Linked DNA regions of Mus musculus: regions 1 and 3 are each linked to region 2. The links are chromatin contacts, called in public Hi-C and HiCAR-type maps. All regions are on one chromosome and are shown on one strand. Each heading gives the region's core, a stretch centred on a gene start, on an enhancer-like site or on the middle of the called end of the contact. The rest is flanking DNA. Distances are from core to core; before and after follow the strand shown. Region 1 overlaps Ddx1 (DEAD box helicase 1). Region 2 has its middle 12 kb from the start of Gm40271. Region 3 has its middle 17 kb from the start of Gm34637.

Evidence for each region. Hi-C and Micro-C count contacts between places; a contact is called where the count stands out from the background. HiCAR-type assays count read pairs that join an accessible place to other places.
Region 1: a contact with region 2 is called in a HiCAR-type map of kidney, with 4 times the contacts expected there. The contact joins two enhancer-like sites. A contact is called at or near these places in 1 of 15 datasets of contacts at CTCF or cohesin (the NIH/3T3 cell line), 24 of 484 Hi-C or Micro-C datasets (the AtT-20 cell line, Th1 cells, brain and 14 more), 20 of 115 datasets of contacts at active chromatin or transcription factors (PVALB interneurons, VIP interneurons, astrocytes and 15 more) and 1 of 9 other capture datasets (adipose tissue).
Region 3: a contact with region 2 is called in a Hi-C map of Sertoli cells, with 2.1 times the contacts expected there. The contact joins two enhancer-like sites. A contact is called at or near these places in 1 of 15 datasets of contacts at CTCF or cohesin (large pre-B cells), 1 of 484 Hi-C or Micro-C datasets (Sertoli cells), 15 of 115 datasets of contacts at active chromatin or transcription factors (craniofacial prominence, embryonic basal ganglia, embryonic forebrain and 9 more) and 2 of 9 other capture datasets (adipose tissue and pancreatic islet).

What each region holds. Positions count from the first base shown.
Region 1 is chr12:13,215,587-13,219,852 of GRCm38.p6, forward strand. It overlaps Ddx1 (DEAD box helicase 1), which reads right to left. Exons shown (of 26, transcript NM_134040.1): 26 at 3,721-4,042. The coding sequence ends at 3,912. Among named protein-coding and RNA genes, the nearest start is that of Ddx1, 31 kb to the right of the region's middle. Within about 2 kb of position 2,210, at least 40 of the 459 cell types and tissues checked have an H3K27ac peak or open chromatin away from gene starts, as enhancers often do. A contact at or near this core is called in kidney, where this site is marked.
Region 2 is chr12:12,919,597-12,923,671 of GRCm38.p6, forward strand. No RefSeq gene overlaps it. Among named protein-coding and RNA genes, the nearest start is that of Gm40271, 12 kb to the left of the region's middle. Within about 2 kb of position 1,360, at least 26 of the 459 cell types and tissues checked have an H3K27ac peak or open chromatin away from gene starts, as enhancers often do. A contact at or near this core is called in Sertoli cells and kidney, where this site is marked.
Region 3 is chr12:12,650,233-12,654,674 of GRCm38.p6, forward strand. No RefSeq gene overlaps it. Among named protein-coding and RNA genes, the nearest start is that of Gm34637, 17 kb to the right of the region's middle. Within about 2 kb of position 2,224, at least 9 of the 459 cell types and tissues checked have an H3K27ac peak or open chromatin away from gene starts, as enhancers often do. A contact at or near this core is called in Sertoli cells, where this site is marked.

The sequences.
Region 1 (4,266 bases), core at 960-3,459, 300 kb after region 2:
CAGAATTTCCCTTTATGTCCAGTCAGACTTTAAGCAGCTAACATCTGCGAGCAGCCAGGGAATCACAATATGTGGGGAAGGAAAAGCCAAACTCATGATGGCCATCACTACTTCAACACTCAAGTAATAGTCTCTCCTCCTCTAATCAGTTTCTATCCGAGATTCTCTACAAAACCCTGAATGCACACTCATGCACATGTGCATGCATGCATGCATAGGGATGGATCAGGCTCCACTTAAAACAGCTTGCTAGCATCACCTGGGACACCCAAGGCCTACTCCATCCAGAGCAGTCACGGCAGAGTTCCTGGAGGCAAGGTCTAGACAGACCCTGCACTTCATTTAAGGAATCTGGCTCTCATGTCCTTTGGGCCATCTTTAGGGTAAAAATTTGCCATGAGAAAAGCTCTGAGAGCTACTTCTGTGTTTCTCTCAGTGGTCCTGGGTTCTGTCCTTGAACTAACAGACTCTGATGTGAGTAGGTTAAAGAGAAGTCTGTAACTCTTATTGGGTCCTGCAGACCTCCTAGATTGCAAAATCTTTCAGATTTCTCTCAATAGTTTAACTAGAAGTGGAATATCAGAAACAAAGAAACTAAGGCTTTAAAGAATTTTAAATGAATCTAAAACAACTGAACAGAAATTGACAGCAAAATACTCAATCTTTTCCTCCCTTAAAGGAACCAACCCCCTACAGTGCCCTCTCTCCCTATAAATCCCATCCCTCCTCCCCACCCCACCCCCCAGGAACCCCCTTTAGTTCCCTCATCTCTTCCTCCCTTGAAAGACATCCTTCACAATAGCAAACTAGTATCCCTCCCTTTCCTTCCTGGACCATTGCATTTTTGTTCCAATAGTCCCTCCTCCACTCCCACGAAACCAGATCACTTCGGGACTGCTACTAGTCCTTTGGAAAATGACATTATCTAGTCAAACGATAAGATTGCTGTAAGGAAATCTACCCTGGGTTTCCTTGTGCATTTACTCTTTTTTTTAATTTATTTAATGTATCTTATCAAATGACAATGAAGCACATAATTTCTCTAAGTCAAAACAAGGCAAGGAATGTGACGAAATGGTTCTACCCATTTCCAATTGGCCAGGAACCAATTCTTTTCTTTCTTTTTAAATCTGGGGCAGACTGAGTCATTGCCACATAGTTCTACCTTGAAAAGGGAAAAAAAGAAAAAAGAAAAAAAGACCGACTTCAAGCTTAGATCTTAGTTTATATTTAGCTTATAACCCATAATATAGTGGCCGGGTGGGGGTAGGAAGGGTGGGGGTGGTGGCAGTCACAGGGAAGGAGCAGGGTACAGAGTCAAGTGGGAAGTGCCTCCTATCTGCTTCTCACTAGCACTGATCTATACTCTATAAACACACAGCAAGGTTTAAGTACAACAAGTTCTATTTTAATTCATAAAATATATTCCACAAGGCTCTTCCTGGGTTGTTAGTGTGACTGTCAATCAGCACAACCCCTTCAGAAAGTAATCTGGCACTGGCGGTCTGGTCCTGGAAAATATCCAGTGTTCAGTCTTGAATTCAGTGTTCAAGACAACATTCTGAGAAGGTACGCACTGCAGCACTGTACAAGGACAATGGAAATAATGTAAATAACAAGAAATACGGTACGAGTGCCCCTCATCTACTGAACTTTCGCAGAACGCCTGATAGGCTGCTGAATAATGCACATTCTTTTCCTTTTCATGAAGGAACCACAGCTTAGAGAAGCTGTGACCTTGCGCTCTGATATACTGAAGCATGGGCTCATGCAGATTCCACCCAGGCCACAGTGACTGAAGCTCATATGCCTCTAAGTTCCCCTCAGTGCTCATCAGCACTGCGGGAGCGTTATGACATAAATTATCAATGGATTGTTACAAGCTTATTAAGAGTGGAAATACATCCCAATTCCTCAAGCACAAAACCACTCCAGTCACTATGCAGGGGTGACCCTCAGAATCAAAGCCCGAAGCCACACCCATCGAACACTGAAGTGGAGTAAACCATAGCATTTGTTTAGAGAGAAGAATGACCCAGACCTGTGAGCAGCATTTCAGCTCCTGTAGAACTGAAAAAACAAGGGACAATAAGGAAGCTGAGTCAGAAACAGTACCATTTACAAGTTAATATTTAACATGTTCTAGCCTTTGCAGGGCCTCTAGTGCTCTGAGGCAGACGCCAAAGTTCTGTGACCAAGATCTGACCATGCAGCAGCTCAGATAAGACCCAGTTACAGTACCAGACAATTCACAGAGAGTGGGCAGCTATTTCCTAGGGTCAGCCAGGTCCCTTATCAGGTCTTTCTGCCATTTCCCAAGAATCACACTAAACTAATAGTATCTACTGGCTCACTAGTACTGCTCCCATGGCCGAGTGAGGGGAAGGCAGAGGAGGCACAGAAGTGACAGCCATTCTTCTTATACCCTACTGATGGGATGCTGGGAAGGAGACCCTAGCAGACTCAGGAGTTCCTATTTGTAAAGGGAAGAAGGATGCAGTAGCATTTCTCAGGTTCAGTCATCAATGGCAAGCAGGCTTAATGAACAACTCATAGGCTTACCCCTGGCACAAACACTAGGAGAGCATTAGTGGGGAGGCGGGAAAAGAGACAGCAGTTTGGGTCAGGTCTCCACACTGCACACATGTACATCCCCCAAACCTCCACCGTGGGTCGGTTTACGTGACGCTTTCTCCCGCAACAGCTCAAAGCTAGACAGCAACTTGAACCACTCCTCAGCTGTCACTCAGCTCGTCAGCGTTGCTCTTAGCTGCCCAGTCACTACTGGGTTCAAAGGTGGTTCAGAGAACAAACAATGAAACCAAGGAATTCCAGAGCTGTTTGCAGTCCTATCATCCAGTAGCTCAGGTGGATTCTTTCTGGCTCTTAGTATTTAAGCAATGCTAAGTTCAGTACTGAACTTCAGGGCTGTATTTGCTACTATGCACGTAAGCATGCATTTCTACCTACAAAGAGCAGTCCTCACATGGCCAAGAGATGCGAGAGCAGTCCTAGGACATCTCTATAAAGTAACTGGTCTACAAGTTAACTAATGACCGGCACTGACAAATCCCTTTGTACAGAGTCTGGAAGGGAAGCATCCGCGGTGGCGCTCCCATTAGTGTTCCCTTGAGATTTTGCTGGACGATTTCATTGCTCTTGGGCAATCTCTAGGTAGAGAACACATCTACCCCTGAAACTACTTCCTCACCTAGGAGTCCAAAGGCTCCACAGAGCAATTCAATTATGTCTCGAAATTTCTCCTTGAGGTTATTTTAATCAAAGGACAGAAATTAACTGATTTTCGAACACAGAGACACAGCAAAGTCATTTTGTCCTTCTGTGAATCAACTGCAAAGAAAGGTTCTTGAAAAAAATTCAGAGACACCCTGTCACCAGCATTAGTCATCAATCCATACTGAATTTCCAAGCACCCTCCTAGTTTCCAAACCACCTTGAGGTCCTTGGCTTTTGTTTTACAGCTCTCCTCCAGCTTCATAATGTACCTAGACAGCCTGAAATATCTGAAAATCACTTCAGCGTAGCATCACTCCTGTGGAAAATTTCACTCAAAAGATATTCAGTCTGGGTTTGATATGGGTCCAGGGTCACATTTGTACATCCATAAACTATATTTCACAAGCCCACAGTGTTCTTAAAAGAAAAAAAAAAAAAAAAAACAAGTATAACTTTAAAAGAAGACACAAGCCTTCATGAAAATATAGTTGTCAAGTTTATTTTCATTGGGCTGCCATTTTATGGAGAATCGCTAAGGTCTGTGTTTCCTGACATGCGAGAGTTAGCCGTGATAGCTCGGTTATTGTAAATACTGCTGCTCAGAGAGCAGCACCAGAGGGTTAGAGTTAAGACTACAGACTTTATGACTCCAATGCTCCTCTGTCTACATGACGTCAGAAGGTTCGGAACAGCTGGTTGGGAAGGTAGCCAAGGTGTAGGAAAGAGGTCTGTGCTTCCTTTTCAAGGGCAGCCAACTCTTGAACGGTAGGTGCCAGGACATCCACATGGCCTTTGTAGTTTCCACCTGCACGAACATACAAACCAGGAGCAATGTAAGTGGCATGCTTGAAGCACTTGTCAGGAAGCCCTGCTCCCAATTTTATCACTTCAAATATTGTTTCCAGCAGTAAAAACTTGCCAACAGACAAGTTATCTTCAGAACCTTGAGCTTTAAGTTTTTAAATCAAGAATTTCAATATAAATCAGTAATCAAGCCTCACTACTAGTTGCCTCGATGCCCACATCTCC
Region 2 (4,075 bases), core at 110-2,609:
TAGAATGAAAGAAACATTATTAGAGAGATGGTTTACAGCTGGGTGTGGTTGCACGCACCTGTAATCCAGGCACGGGGAAACAGAGGCAGGAGAATCTGCTGCTGGGGTGAGGCCAGCCTGCTTTACATGGTTAGAGTCAATCCCAAAAAAAAAAAGCCGAACAAACACATGAAACACGTACATCACTGTCTATTAATACTGCCAGTCTAGCACGATGATCTGTAATTTCAGCTACTTGGGGGTTGCAAATGCAAGCTCCACAGGGGTGGGGTAGGAGGTGGAGGGGTGGAGATTCACTTAGCTATTTAGATCCCCATCCCTGCGCACACGCCTCTGTGTGTGTGTGTGTGTGTGTGTGTGTGTGAGTGTGTATGTGTTTTAAAAGGTTGGGATATCTCTAAATGGTACAATATAGTTCAGTAGCATGTGCAAAGGAGTGGATTCAGTCCAGTACAGGATGCACACACTGCACAAACACATACACACACACATATACTAAGAAAAAAATACATATAATAAAAATAAAGATTTGGAGAGCTAGTTCTTTTGGCAAGACGTGGGTGCCTGAATTTGATCCCTAGGACCCACATAAAAGCCAGGCATGGTAGCAAGCTCTTAGAGCCACAGCATGGGGAGGTGGGAAGTAGATTCTTGGGGCTCGGTGGCTAGCCAGTTTAGCAGATGTGTCACAGCAGGAGAGCCTGTCTTAAAAGACAGTATGGATTGTTGCTGAGAAACAACACCTGAGGTAGATCTCTGGCCTTCCCTGAGCAAGCATACCTATACACACAGATCCACGCCCCACCCCCACACCAAACAAGTAACTCCGGCACAGATTTCCTGCTGTTTTGTTTTTATGTACTGGGTCTAGAAGACAGTCCTTACACTAGGCATGGGGGCTCTACTCCAGAACTATACCCCAAACCCTGTATATGATTTTGTGTGTGATATCTCTTTAAGTATTACCTTTCATGTATGATCTTTGTTGTCCTAGTTTTGTGAAGAGGATCTCAAATCTGCCCGGGGGTAAAGTCAGATGTATCCAGTCCTCAGCCTCCCTCCCACCAGGGTCACAAATGTAACCAATGCAACGGGCTGCAGAGCCAGCTGGGTGCTTAAGAGCACTTGTTACTTTTCCCAAGGATCAAGGTTCAGTTCAGAACAAAATGTGCAGTGTCCACCAGACCAACCTCACTTTCTTATGCTCTAACTCCCTACCCGGGATCTGATGATGGAGCCAAACAAACGTTTGCATTTCTGCAGAAAACACCTTGTGTTTCTCACTCTACAGTAGTGACTAAGTAACTTTGGTTAACAATTCTCAGGAGGAGGCTAACCCAGCACAGCTGCAACCGGCATTCTGGTGGGAAAGCCACGGAGCCCTGTCTACAGCTGAGATTGTTCCAGGCCCAGCCTTTCACTCTCTGTTGCTCTGTGCCTTTACCTGACACCCTGTTCTAAGACAGTCACCCCATTAAGCAGGGAGGGCACAGTCTATTTCCAGGTAGACATGCCACTTATTTTCACGTGTGAAACGAGTCATCATTCACAGCTACGAAAAAGAATCAAAGGAATGCTTTTAGGCAGTTGAAACATTTTATCCAACTCTGCACTGATGTTTTGCTACTGGGGCGAGAAAAGCCCAGACCTGAGGCCAGCATAGTGGGACTGGGGATAGATTAGTGAGAGGGGGGCAGGTAAAGGAACTGGGGGTGGGGCTCAGAGGTACAAAGCTTGTCTGCAGGCTCTGAGTTCCATATTCAGCAATGGAAAGCAAAGGAAGAGGAGGAGGGGAGTAAGGAGGGAAAGGAGGGGGGGTTATGGATTGTGTGAGGGAGAGGGGGGCTGGGAGGGGGGAAGAGAAGGGAAATGTTAGAGGGAAGTAGTCCCTTAGGTCACCTAGTGGACAGAAAATTTTCTCTTTCTAGAGCAGTGGTTCTCCGCCTTCCTAATGTTGTGACCCTTTATACAGTTCCTCATGTTATGATGAACCCATCATAAAATTATTTTTATTGCTACTTCATAACTGTAATTTTGCTACTGTTATGAATCTGTGTTTTCTAATAGTCTTAGATGTCCTCTGTGAAAAGGTCCTTTGACTCCCCCCAGGTTGAGAACCACTGTGAGGTTTCTTGAGGACGGATAGCTGTCCATTTGACTTAAAAATTACCTTGGAAGAGAGCACCAGTGAGAAGCTAGCTAACTGCCTGGATCTGTTTGGTCTGAGGTCATACCTGTGAGAGTTTTCTTAAGTGGCTAATTGAAGTAGGAAGACCCAGGCTGACTTTGGGTGGCCCCATTTCCTTGAGATGGACCCTGGATGGTCTAAGAGTGAGAAGGATGGAGGGGAGCAGGAAGTTCCTTTGCGCTTGCTTTTATTTCTGTTGCTAGGCTCGAATGGGAAGTGACCAGTCGCTTCCAGTTCCTGCCTTGACGGACTATCATCCTTTCTCCCCTCAGTTGCTTTCTTATCAGGATATTTAGCACAGGAACTGATTCAGGCAGAAGTGGTTCTCCTAAAGCCTTCCTGCGAAGTTGATCCTCCGACACTATTTTGGAGTCAGAAACACGTAGCTTTTCATTTTGCTTGAGACAGGGGTTTCAGTTCATAGCCAGGCTGGCTTCAAAGCTGAGGCATGCTCCAGCCTCACAAGTGCTAAGGGTTACTTACATCAATGTGCCACCCATGCCCAGTTTAACACCATATTCCTGCCCCTCTGAGTCATTGGCTTCCCTCTGCAGGCTGTCACCTTCTCCGAGACCCTCCCCTCAACACACTATTGGTGAAAGACCCTTTGAAAAGAACCCTTGTCTGCCCAGTTGAATCCTCAGATCCCCTGCACACTGTTTACTGCACAGTGACACATAGTCCTGGCCTCTGGCTCCTTCTTCCAGGCTGTAAGTACCTCGGGTGATGACTGTCCTAGCTTGTCTGTACTTAGAGAACTCAGGAGATGGCCTGGCAAGAACAGATAGCAAACAGTCCACCAAGCTGAGCCCCTGCTATGGACTGGATCTATTGAAGCTGACCTTAGGGGCTTGCAGATATAATCATTGTAGATGAGGTCAAACTGGGGTAGGTAGGGCTGACTTCTAACCTGGTATAACTGACATCCTTTTAAAAAAGGAGGAGCTGGGGGTGGTGGCACACGCCTTTAATCCCAACACTTTCTGAGTTCAAGGCCAGCCTTGTCTACAAAGTGAGTTCCAGGACAGCCAGGGCTACAGAGAAACCCTGTCTTGGAAAAAAAAAAAGGGGGGGGGGGGAGGAAGGAAGGAAGCTGGATAGAAACAGTAAACAGTCCTATTTGAGAAAAAAATGTCACCAGAAGACAGAGGCAAGGATGCAAACACAAACACTAAGGACTACCAGCTGCCCACAGAAGTAGGAGAAGGTTGTAAAAGATTCTCCCTCCAGCCCTCAAGGAACTACCCCGCCCCAGACATCCTGACTTTGATTTCCAGCCCGGAGAAGGGTGAGAACTGAATTTCTGGCTTTTAAGTGTTGTGGCTCCAGGTACTTTGTTACAGTAGCTCTCGGGAATTAATACCTCCTATACATACCCTACATCAAGCCCAGTTCCTCTCCTTACAGCTGCAATCTTGCTAAGATTCCTCATTTCCTAGTTTATGAAGCACATATTATGTCTACTATCAAAGACAGTCATTGTTCTTTGGTGTTGCATAGTCTGGGATACAAATGAGGCAGACTGGCATCTGCCCACCTTGGTTTAATGGAAATATATATCTATACATACACACACACATATATTTGAATTATATGGACTTTTATTATTATTACATGTGTGTGTGATGGAGGGTACACATACATGTATACATGCATGTGTTGTGTTACGTTATGTGTGTGGTCAGAAGACAACTTTGGGAATCGGCTCAATCCTTCCTCCATGTAATCTGGGGAAACAACAGAGGCTTTTAGGTTTTTGCATGGGCACCTGATTGGCTATTTATACGTGTGCATGTGTGTGTGTGTGTGTGTGTATCCTGTATTATTTCAAGTCATACTTAGGATGCTGTCATAATTAAAATCTTATGTCATTTAAAAGCAAAAACA
Region 3 (4,442 bases), core at 974-3,473, 270 kb before region 2:
CAACAGAACTTGGCTTGCATTTTCCTCAGGAGCAGTGTATCCTAAAGTCACTAATTTCAGTATTCATATTGCCTTTATAGAATGTTAACTTCTGCAAATGATTAGAATTGACTGGAGAGCTTTAGTTCCTCTCACTTTCCATTTGAGTGTAAAGAAACAGGGCTATCCTCTCCCCTGTCTCCTCCATTCCACCCTCACTCTATCAGTTTCCTCCACATTGCAGTTACCACTTCTCCTTCATCTGTTTCTATCTACTTATGCATGTGTTCAAGTTTTCCTATCCTGAGAAACACAGTCATCCATTAGCTGAAGTCTGCCTTCAACAGCTCTCTAACTGCAACTACATGCAGGTGACCACTCCTTCCGCATCAGGACTCTAAGGAAGGAGTAAGGAAGGTTCAACTTCTGCTTTGCAGATGAAGATGATACAGTGGAAACAAACTGAGCAATTGATCCAACCTCTTACTGTCTAACCAAGAGATGGGAAGACCCCTGAAGAAGGAAGCAATGCAAGGAGATAAGAGGAGTTTGTCATTGTCTTAGTCAAGGTTTTGATTCCTACACAAATATCATGACCAAGAAGCAAGTTGGAGAGGAAAGGGTTTATTTGCCTTACATTTCCATACTGCTGTTCACCACCAAGGAAGTCAGGACTAGAACTCAAGCAGGTCAAAAAGCAGGAGCTGAAGCAGAAGCCATGGAGGGATGTTCTTTACTGGCTTGCCTCACCTGGCTTGCTCAGCCTGCTCTCTTATAGAATCCAAGACTATCAGCCCAGAGATGATCCCACCCACAAGGGGCCTTTCCCCCTTGATCACTAATTGAGAAAATGCCTTACAGCTGGATCTCATGGAGGCATTTCCTCAACTGAAGCTCCTTTCTCTGTGATAACTCCAGCTGGGTCAAGTTGACACAAAACTAGCCAGTATAGTCATGAAGTTGGCTGTGAAGACACAAGAGGAGAGATGTGACCAGGATGAAGAACAAAAAAGGTCTAAGTTTTCCACCCTAATTCTATGCAGCCCACAGAGAAGGTTGTCACTTCTGAGCCATGGCAGTGCTGGCAGCTTTCACCCCTATAAGCATATTGACCCTTTGCCTTGAATGGCTGTGCCTGGTCATATATGGCTGCTCCAAGACATGGTATGCTCCCTGGTGGTGTGGTGGAGAAGTAGGGAGATGGTACTCTGTAGCATGGGGCATGCGGTACCAAACCAACCCCGAAGGTCAGGTAAGCCAAGCTTGAGAATGCACCTTGACCACTTACCAGTGTTTATGAAGAGTTCAGATACTTTTCTCAGCATCTGTTTCCTGCTATAGTTAGAAGTGGCTACCCCTCTGAAGACTGAATAAGTAAAACAGGCTAAGTACCATGGCTGGAATGGAAGTCAAAGCTAGATAAATGTTTGACACTGTGATTCACCTCCGAATCCCTGCTCCCAGGAGCCTCCTCCCTGGCAGAGCACAAAAAGGCTAACGTTTCCTTCTATCGGCCAGTTCAATCTCTCAAGTGGACTGTGATTTTCAAGGTGGAAGATCACGTAGTCATGTCAAGACTCCTTCTGCTGTGTGTACAGGAATTTCCAGAGAGGTAAAAAAGACTGATGATAAGCAGAGAGAGAAAGGCTCGGCCTGGCTTTGTGTAGTCTTTGGGACAAGCTGCCATCCATCTACTTCACCAGCTGTGCAGAGCTAAGGGATACATCCAGCCTGTGCCCATGGTCAGAGCCTCACAGCTGGAGTGGTAGGGTGCAGTGAGCTTCCAGGTCCTTCACCGAAAGAGCCCATGGGAGATGTGCCTATGTCTTCCACACTGGAAGTCTCTCAGAACCCTCAGCCATTTTAAAGGGGGAGCCACGAGCACACAACTCTACCAGATTGCTTAAAGTGTGGAGAGCCCACAATAACTATTAACCCCCAGAAAAGAGGAGGAGAAAGGGGTGGGCACAAAAAGCATAAATTCCTGAAGAAAGCACCCCATCCCCTCCATGAAAGCATTTCAAATCTGGCGGAAACTTTTTCTCCAGATGCGCTTTCCCTGTCAGGGTGACCCTCCAGAGGCGACAGCAATGACAGAGAGGAGTCTTCCCATAGCCAGGACACAAAGCTAGTGTTGTTGAAATGAGAGCCGTGTAATCAGCTAAGACATTCCTGAGCAGAACCAAGGGCAGCACATACCCCAACCTTGAACTTCTTTCCCTCCCTGCATTTTTCTAATGCTTCCTGGAGAAAGGAGCACCCAGGGGCCTGGATCCCCTTTTAACTTAATTAGGAGCTTGCAGGAGCAGAGCTGATGCTGAGAACTGACTGTGGGGGTGCGGGCACTTTGAGAGCTTAGCCTCCCAGGCTGCAGCAGCTCCTCCGGTGGGGTGGTGGTGTCGCAGGGATCTTGGCTCCCCGGAGCCTAGCGAGATGGGTGTTCCTAACAGGTGGTCTGAGGGTTTTCCTGCATATTCTTCCCAAGGGGCTGGCATCTCCCTCCAGCACCCACACCCACCGGCCCATGACACAAATGAAAAACCAGGCACCTGCAGTTACCACACCCAGGCCAGGCACTCTTCAAGCGCAGAGAAGGCAGCATCACATGCTCTGGCTCTCGGCTGGGGGAGGGATGTGTGCTCTGTGGCCTAGGACAAATGACAGTATCCTCCCTGTCACAGGAATTGACTCTAGGTACTATGGTGGCAGTTACAATAAGACACAGGTGGGAGGATGTATAATAGTAACCAACAACTAGAAACTGCCCAGTGAAGGCCAGCTATCATTACGACTGCTTTTTCCTGCTCATTTTTCAGAAGAGTGAAAACCAGAGAAACACATCTTCAATCCTCCAGCAAGCCACACGGGACCCTTGCTCCTGAAGCACTCAGACACTGGAGCTTGTCCTGCTGTGGATGTATCACCCTGGGATGTACCTTCACTCGAAATCCAATCCACTCACACAAACAATATATATGAGACACTAGCTCTCTTGTGCTCATCTGAGGAAGACAAAAGGGGCTCTGGGATCTGCAGACTCCCGCCTCCATCGGGCCGATGTGTAAAGAGAAAAATATAAGACTGATGGAGAGGCTAAGCAATGGACTCGCAGCAAACAGTAGAGGGATGGGCCAGAGCCACGGGAGAGAAGAGCCCTGACACAGAGATGCTGTGCTGTGTGGATGAGACCTAAAGCACAGCAAAGTCATTCTACTTTCTGAATGGGAACTGCCACTTCGGGGTGTCCCGAGAGTTGTCTGATAGCCACCCACTGCTTTCTTCTTGCTGAACCCCATTTTCCATTGGTACCATTCTCTAACACCGTGTTCCTCCACTGCCAGCCTCCGTCACATTCCCTTTGCTGAGGGATCTGACCATGGCGAACTCAAAGTCTATCCCTGGGGGACCGGAATCTCTGTGAAAGTAGTTGTAGCTCTGTCCTGAGCTACATTTTCCTCTCATGCCCTACTGGCTGGGTCTTGCTTTGGGGAGAGAGTGCTTCCAGGGAGTCACAGCAGTACAACTCTTCCAGGAAGAGTCAGCACGGAGCTTCATTAAAGTCAGTATTAAAGCTCCAGGGTGAAGGGGGGGGGGGGGGGAGTGGAGCTGGAGAGATGCCTCAGCAGCTAAAACATTTGCTGTTCTTCCAGAGAAGGGTTTCAATTCCCAGCACCCATGTGGTAGCGACCACAACCATCTAGAACTCCAGTTACAAGAGCTCTGACACCCTCTCCTGGCCTCTGTAGGCACTGCACACATATTACACACAGACATACATGCAGGCTAAATACCCCCCACAGAGAAAATGAAAAATGAATGCGTCTTTTTTAAAGAAAGACACCATCAGCAGGGTTAAAAGGGCATAGAAGACCCTTTTAAGCTTCAGATCATTTGCACCCCATGAAATAATTATGAAATTAGTGACTACTAATTTCAGGTCTTATGGGTTAGCTCAGATCTCCAGCTCTACCCCTAAAAAGTTACATAGTGGGAAATGGATCCTTGTCTGGGAAAGGATGTCTCCTAAGTGATACATGAGTGCAGGTTTGAGCTGGAAAGTGGGGTGATCCAGGACTGAGGGGTAATCCCACCCATTCCCTGTCAGGAAGTTGTTCCCAAATGTATCTGGAACATGTGGCTTGTCTACCCCAACCAATCTGGCCAGTCCTTGCCTAAGTCTTCGCTGGGACGCTCCAGGGAACCACCACCTCTGATGTGAGTCTCAGCTCTACCTCCAGTTAGGGTGCAGGCTGGAGAAACACAAGAAGGCAAGGGAAGGCTTAAACAAAGCTAGACATAAATGATAAGCTTGAAAGCAGATAAACGTCCCTGCCTAGAAGCAGGCAGATTTCTGAGTTCGAGGCCAGCCTGGTCTACAAAGTGAGTTCCAGGACAGCCAGGGCTACACAAAGAAACCCTGTCTCGAAAAACCAAAAACAAACAAAACAAAACAAAACAAAACA